Linked DNA regions of Mus musculus: region 1 is linked to region 2. A link is a contact called in public HiChIP or PLAC-seq data. All regions are on one chromosome and are shown on one strand. The core of a region is the stretch at or near the end of the contact, and the rest is flanking DNA. Distances in the headings are between cores, read along the strand shown. Region 1 has its middle 16 kb from the start of Sema3g. Region 2 holds the start of Capn7 (calpain 7).

What was found. HiChIP or PLAC-seq counts read pairs in DNA pulled down with a chosen protein or histone mark.
Region 1: an H3K27ac HiChIP or PLAC-seq map of extraembryonic endoderm stem cells shows a contact between it and region 2. The contact joins the enhancer-like site here to the promoter of Capn7 in region 2. A contact is called at or near these places in 3 of 39 promoter capture datasets (the C10 cell line, neural stem cells and pre-B cells), 1 of 15 datasets of contacts at CTCF or cohesin (CD8 T cells), 11 of 484 Hi-C or Micro-C datasets (the AML12 cell line, the G1E-ER4 cell line, cortical neurons and 5 more), 10 of 115 datasets of contacts at active chromatin or transcription factors (the 230-238 cell line, the SCID.adh cell line, bone marrow-derived macrophages and 5 more) and 3 of 9 other capture datasets (adipose tissue, liver and pancreatic islet).

The regions. Positions count from the first base shown.
Region 1 is chr14:31,231,969-31,235,753 of GRCm38.p6, forward strand. No RefSeq gene overlaps it. Among named protein-coding and RNA genes, the nearest start is that of Sema3g, 16 kb to the left of the region's middle. Within about 2 kb of position 2,208, at least 35 of the 459 cell types and tissues checked have an H3K27ac peak or open chromatin away from gene starts, as enhancers often do. A contact at or near this core is called in the SCID.adh cell line, adipose tissue, bone marrow-derived macrophages and 3 more, where this site is marked.
Region 2 is chr14:31,334,478-31,338,208 of GRCm38.p6, forward strand. It overlaps Capn7 (calpain 7), which reads left to right and starts at 2,161. Exons shown (of 21, transcript NM_009796.3): 1 at 2,161-2,506. The coding sequence starts at 2,405.

The sequences.
Region 1 (3,785 bases), core at 958-3,457, 100 kb before region 2:
ATTGAACAGAGTGGTTTCTCAGGGACGGTGAGGAGCCCGTCAAAACAAACGCGAACAGACCCTTCTGCTCTCTCAATTGGCTTCTGTGCCTTTTCATTTAGCCAAGCTTGGGTCAGGTCCTAGACACCCAAGAATCCTGAGGAGTGGGCATGTAGCAGCTACCAGGAGATGGTCTCCTTTTAGACAATGTAGGCTGCTGGCAGCCTGGCTCCACTTAGGCCCTGGAAGATCAGCTCATGTGCCTGTCAGCCGAATAATGGAAGTTCCTCCGTGTAGTACCATATTCTTAAAACTAGGAGAGGGGTAGGACTCAGAACCAGCCGAATTTTCATCTGCAATAAGGAGCCAGCCTTGGCTCGCTTGTGTCCTGGGCTGAAGGGGCTGTGAGGAGAAGCTTGAACACACCCCAAAAATGGACCTCCGTGTTTTTCTAAGACTACAGACTTGGAAGGAAAGGGGTAGGCAGGGCCAGGTTTGGACACAAGATCTGATAAGGAGCTTGGGGATTGTCGGGGTCCCACCCTGGCTCCTTTTCCGGACTCACCTACTTTTCTGGGAGATGGGAGACGAGGAAGGCAGCAATGGCCTGGTGCCCACTTCTCACTGCCCAGCCTGTTCACCTTGGCCCCCTTTCTTCCAAGGCGGCCTCACAATGAAGCCTTTCACTTTCTGAGTTGCAGTTTCATTAAGGAAATTTCTAGTTCCTCAATCATCCTCTGTTGGGAATAAGACCTGCTGCAAGGTCTCCAGGGAGGCCTGAAAGGGAGGCTGGGATCGCCAACCGTAGGCCTCCAGCAGCCAGCTGACGGCCTGTTCCCAGGAGCTCTGCTGATGGCGAATGTGGGGAGGATTAGGCTCAAGGTTGCTAATTCAACTACGATATGTGTTTCCCATGGACGGAGAGGAACAACCAGGGCCATCAGAAAACCATGACCTGATGAGGTTAATGAAAAGTAAGTCCCGATGCAGAATCCAGGTGTCTACCTTCCAATAGAAGGGGCTGTACTAGGAACACATGACGTCCAGATTGTCCTGTTGGGAAGTCAGGGCAGCTCTGCTCCCACAGATACAGATATAGAAGAATGACATTCGGAACAGCAGCCTGTTTTGTGGACATGATGTCATTGTCCACACCACCTCCACCCGCCTCAGCAGATAAGAATCTGGCACTGTTTCCTGTAGTCCAAGGGTCTTGGACAATAGTGTGAACGGCTGGCCCGAATGGAAAGGGCATTGTTCAGGGGAGAAAAAAAACAACACCCCAGCACAAAGCCAGGGCAGGATTTGTCTAAATGTAAGAGCCTGTTTACAAATTCACCATTCCCAAGGAACGGAACACAATGGGGAATTGCTTCCTTGAGGATGGCGTCCCTTCTAGTATGATCCTGATGCCTAGGGATGTCTTTGAAGGCTCAGACAGGTTTCAGATGCACTTAGACGGATGGACACTGATGGCGCGGAGGTCTTCCTGTTTATCAGGCATGTGTGCAGGCTAGGGTCAAGAAGCCAGGGCCAAGGGGGGAGGGGCTGGGAGGCTTCACCCCCACTCTGGGCCTTGTGATCTCTGATCCTTTAAAATGGGGTTTCCTTGCTTGGTCACTAAGCAGTCTTCTTTCATCTGGTGGCCTCCATGACGCCGTGACTCACCTCCTGTCAGCATGGAACACGGGGCAGGGGTAGGGGCAGTGGGGGAAGGGCTGGGGGTGGGGAAGTTGACACTGTGTCCTTAGATCAGGGCCAGTAGAGATGTTACTTTTCACAGCATCTCTTGTCTTGTCCGTAGAGGTTGGAGTCTTTGGACCATCAATGGCAGACTCTGGTGGCTGTGTGTGGGCATGTGCCTTTCTGTGTTTGCATGTGTGTACATGCATGTATGTATATGTAGTAGAAGGGCAATGCAGAAGGGTCATAGAACCATATCACATATCCCTTGGGAATGGGAGTGGCCATTTGGTGGAGGTGCGGTGTCACAGCAGGGTCGGGAAGGCCACTTGGAGGCTAGAGGAGCTTTTCTAGACAGTCTTGTCTAAATGTAGCAGCGTCGTTGTTCGTTTTGATGCTCATCTCTAAGCCTAACATAAATACTCTCATGAATAAACTTGAACTAATGTGTCTAGAACAAGTGAGGAGCATTAAAGCTGTGTAATCCTCAACAGAGATTGCACAGTCTCCTTCCTCAACTTGCTAACACTGCCCTCTGGTGTGCAATAGCAGAACAACATGATCGAGAACCCAGCGGGAATGGAGAACAAACTGCCTCTGAAGGTGGAATTCTGGGCTCGGCAGCAAACGTGAATGAAGAATGTCTAACAAAGCCGGTCTCGGACTGCAAGGGGTTTCCAATCCAGCAGTAGAGACAGACCTAATGTTGTAGGAGTGACAGAGGACATGGGTTCCAAGGGCACCAGCAGAGACACAAGTGAGAATCCAGTGAGAACAAAGAGGTGGCATTCAACAGACTGAGGATGAGAGTCAGGGGTTCCACGCTGGGGACCCAAAGCAGAAAGCCCATGGGTGAGGTGCTGTGGGAGGCCCGCTGTGCAGGGCCCTATTTCCAAAAAGGCCACAGATGACAAGCCTAAGCAAAAGCTACCACAGGTAATGTGGTAACTGGTACAAGGAGAGAGGGCGGGTGAATCAGTGAAGTGGGTCTAGAAAACCATGCGGACAGGTTCTTGCTGCAGGTCTGTGGGGCTCAATGAGCACCAGCAATGGCAGAAGGGGGTGGGGGGTGAAAAACAGATGACTATCACAACACAATACATATACTCAGTAAAGATATAAGCAATACAAATGAGTCAATAAACGAGTGGGGGAGGAGCGGTAATCTGTGCAGAACTCCACTCTCAGAGAGGAGGGTGCTTAAGTCCTCCATACCTTGCCGGCAGCATGCACAGGGGCACAGCTGACAGGCGCTGCCTTCGATCCTGTTGACAGCATGGAACTTCATGTGATGGAACGCACTTTCCCTCTGTGGTCTTCAGAGGTCAGAACCATAGTCTGATCTGATCATGATGAAAGTTATAAGTCCCAGTTAGGGGACACTAGGCACAATACCCAATTAGTACTCCACAAAATGGTTACAGGAAAAGCTGTCACCTCCAAGAGGAACCTAACAATAACTCATGTGGCTGGGAATGGTGGCACCTGTCTTTATTCTCAGTACTTAGGAGGCAGAGGCAGGTGGATTTTGATGAGTTCTAGGCCAGCCTGGCTTATATACGAGTTCCAGACCATCCAAGGGCAGCATAGTGAGAACATGTCTCAAAAAGGGAAACTAAATCAAAACAAAAAGATGACTTGGTGCTATGTAGTATCCTAGATAGAAATTAAAAAGAAAAATATAGAAAAAAATGAGGAAAAGCTGAGTGGTGTGTAGCCTTTAGTGGATTATTATATATAAATATTCATTTTATATTTTTTTTATGTATGAGTACTCTGTCTGCATGCATGCTTGCACATCAGAAGAAGACATCAGATCTCATTACAGATGGTGATGAGCCACCATGTGGTTGCTGGAAATTGAACTCAGGACCTCTGGAAGAGCAGGGAGTGCTCTTAACCACTGAGCCATCTCTCCAGCCCCCCCCCACCCAGTATTGGTTTATTTGTTGTGAAAAATTTACCATGTGACTCTAAGACATCAGCAAAAACAGGCTCTGGGTTTGAATATGTGAGAGTTCTCTGCACTTTTTTCCACATTTTTTTTTCCTGTAAACTATTTTAAAATTACAATTTTGTTTAAAGGGCTGGAGAGTGCTCAGGTTAAGAGCACTTGTTGCTGT
Region 2 (3,731 bases), core at 911-3,410:
CGTACTCCTTTGTCCTTGCTTTCTTTGTTCAGAATAATATTTTTGAGATTCATCATGTTGTCAGTCATGAATCCCATCTTTGTTGTTGAGACATATTTCATTGTATAGATCTATCACGATTTGTTTATCCATGTACCTGTTTGTGAACGTTTTAATTATTTCTAGTTTGTAGTTAGCAAGAATAAAGCTTCATACACTTCTTGGCTTGATTTAACCTTTCAAAGATATATTTGAAGGCATCATCTTACACACCATGGGTATGTATACTTATTAATTACAAAATAAATTTCAATATAAAGCTGCTATGAGCATTCATGGCCTTTTGGTGGAAAAGCACTTTTTAAAAATTTTTTATGTTGAGATTTATATATGTGTATGAACATTTTGCTCCACTGTAGTCTGGTGTGTGACTGGTGTATGTTCTTGGAGATTAGAAGAGGCCATTGAAATTGGAAGTTCAGAGGTTGTGAGCCATTAGGTGGGTGTTGGGAATCCCTCCCCAATCCTGTGCAAGAATACATGCTCTTAACCACTGAGCCATCATTTAAACCTAGGGGAAAAATACTTAGCCGTAAAAGTACTTCCTGCCTTTTAGTTAGATTCATGAACATACTTTTGGAGCTTCATGAAACTTGGGAAATTTGGCAGGTAAGGACCCAGCATGTGTGAGTATAAGCAAATACTTTTCAATTGGTGAACAAACAAACAAATGTGTAACTACCCATCTGCAAGATCATTTGTCTGTCTCATGATTCATTTGTGAGGGGCCATCCAAGACTAAACACTAAGAGCTTCTCTAGGGGATGGTGACATGGAACAAAAGCCCCTTCAGGGGATTGGTATGAAGAAAATCTTATTGCTAAGGCTTGAGATTGTAAGAATGGAGGAAGGGGACGACAGACATTCATAGCTGGCACAAGCAAGGTGGAGGGTCGAGACACACATGATGCTCAGGGATGCTGACCACAGCCTCTTTAGCTGTACACTGACCAGTTTCAGTAGTAACATCCACCCCATTGTGACCTTGATAATGAATATCCTGAACCACCAGCATGAGCATCACTAAGGAGTCTTTCTTGAGCTTGAAGACAGCTGATACCACTCTAGACTGGATCACAATCAATTCAACTCCTTTTCTCTCTCTCCCTGAGACAGGTTTTCTCTGTGTGGCCACACTACTATCCTGTAATGAGCTCTGAAGACCAGGCTGGCCAAGCACTCAGAGATTTGCTTCTTCTGCCTCTGGAGTGGTGGGATTAAAAGCGAGCACCACAGCCAGGCTCACAATCAACTCTTAGCAATATCTCCAGCTGATTTGTGTTCATGTTTGCACGGAGAGTGCTCCACTACAACAGACATATGCCTCCTGGGGTCGTTCAGGGTTTTTGCTGTGTAGATCATGCTGGCCCAGTCCTCTTACCACAGCCTCCAGACTGCTGGCTTACAGGAATGTGTCACCATATGCTGCGTTAATGTTTCTTATGTGTGGGATCATACAGTGTATAATTTTGTCAAGACTTGCTACTTTGACACAGCATGGATTTTGAATCTCATCCAAGTTCTGGCACTTGCCATTAGTTAATTTTCATCACTGCTGAATTCAAACTTTTAAGGGGATAAAAGAAAGCAACCACACTACCATTTACTATGTAATTACAACCTTCAACTTGCCCTAAGATACAAGTCAAAAATACATCATCTGGTTTGTAGACAATTCAAACAATACACTTCGGTGTGCCTTGGGGAGCCGTAGAAGGTCATACTTTAGTTTGTCAAATGAACATTACCAGAGCATCTCAAAAGCACCTCCTAGCCTCATTTCATATCTTTATTTCTAATTAAACCAGTTGGCAATACGAGGTGCTACTGATTGTTTCTTTCCGCCTACCCTTCTCACTTAGCGGACCAAGGGCTCCATAACGCGCATGCTCCTTTCAAGCCATCCCCTGATTCTCTCCAACAACCTCCTGGGCACTGGCACCTTCTTTCTAGCAGGCGGAAGCGGAGCCCTCAGCTTCGCCCTGGCACCTGCTTCCTCTTGTCCAATCCCACTGGACATTGTTCTGGCCCCGCCCACCTACGATCGCCTTGAGCCCCGCCTGCTTCGGCGGGAGCGCTCCCCCTCCCGGCCGGGGTCGACTGCGCCTGCGCAATGCGGCTGATGGGCGGAGCAAGGACGCGAGGGGTGGGGGCGGCCGCGAGGGCTCCGAGCCCGGGCTGCTCGGAGCTCGCAGTCCTCCGGGCGGGTCTGAGGTAGTGGGGCTCCGTCATCTCTTCCGCCGCCCTCGAAAGTAAACTTTGCCACTCCACCCGCGGGGTCCCCAGTTCTCGCCGCAGTGCCTCCGGGCGTCGGGGTTCCGCGTCAGGGCCTGTCTGCCTCCCCCGGCGTGGGGCCTTGGGCGCCATGGACGCGTCGGCGCTGGAGCGGGACGCCGTGCAGTTCGCGCGGCTGGCAGTGCAGCGCGACCACGAAGGCCGCTACTCTGAGGCGGTGTTTTACTACAAGGTGAGGACAAGCACTCGGCTCCGGCCGCGTCACCCGATCGAGTGTTGGCGGAACCCAAGGCGGAGGGGCGGGGTCCTGCTGGGGCTGTCCGGCTTGTCAGGCCGCAGATGCCCGCCGCTTTGCTGCTTGTGGCGGCCGAGGTGGGATGGGGAGTGAACACCCTGTTCGCTGTCTGTTGGCCTTGATGCAACCCTTGATGTGAGGCCAACCTTGGGTAATCCGTCAGAATATGCTAATAGTGCACGTTCCAGGTAGAAAGAAAAAGTAAATTAGGAAAAAAATTCATCGTACTCTAGCATTCGATGTATGTCTCCATGATTGTTTTTCTGAGTGTATGTGTGTATACACGCCTTCTTACCCCCAAACTTGAATCATATCGTTTGTACTATTTTGACATCTCACTTCTGCATTGTACCTAGATAACCTTTGGTTGCTTGCATGTGCTACGTTTACAGCATGTTCTGTATTTGGTTGTGGCTTTCCAGCATTGAAGTAGTGCAGTTAAAATCCTTAGAGCTTTTTTTTAAAAAAAATGTGATACTTGTTTTGGATGATGGGGAGCACAGTTGCTTGTCAAAGGGTATGCACTTCCGCAGTTCATCCTGTGTTCTCCAGTCCTGAAGGTTTGCAAACACACCCCTCCAGTTGTATCGTCATGATATGGGCATCTTTTCCTTGATTATACGGAAGTAGTAAAAATTTCCCCCTTATGCTTACGTGTTATCAGTAAAGCGTGGTTTGCTTTCTGCTAATATTTTACTATTTTTATTTTAAAACCTACCTTATATTTAGACACTTTTGTTTTAGGATCATTCGTTTTAAGTTTCTTAATTTTGATTTTACAATCCTACCTCCCTACCACACCCGAGTGTGTGTGTATGTGTGTGTGTGTATCTGTCTGTGTTGTGTCTGTGTCGGTGTCTCCCTGCCCTGTCGCCCTCGTTCTCGGGGTTCTTGCTATATAGTGGAAGCTATTTTTAAATTTGTCTTCCCCTTACCTTAGCCTTCCCATTGCTGAGATTTACAGGAATGTGCCACCATGCCTGACTACCAGGTGATAGTTCTTTAAAAGAAAATTCTGCTGTAGTTTTGTGAAACAACTTCAGCAAATTCTAAGTCAGCAAACTACTACCATATAGCCTAGTGTGGTGGCACCTACTAATTTGCTTTTAAACCCTCCCACCCCCAGTACAGTGAGGTAAGAGGATCACTGAATTCAACCTGG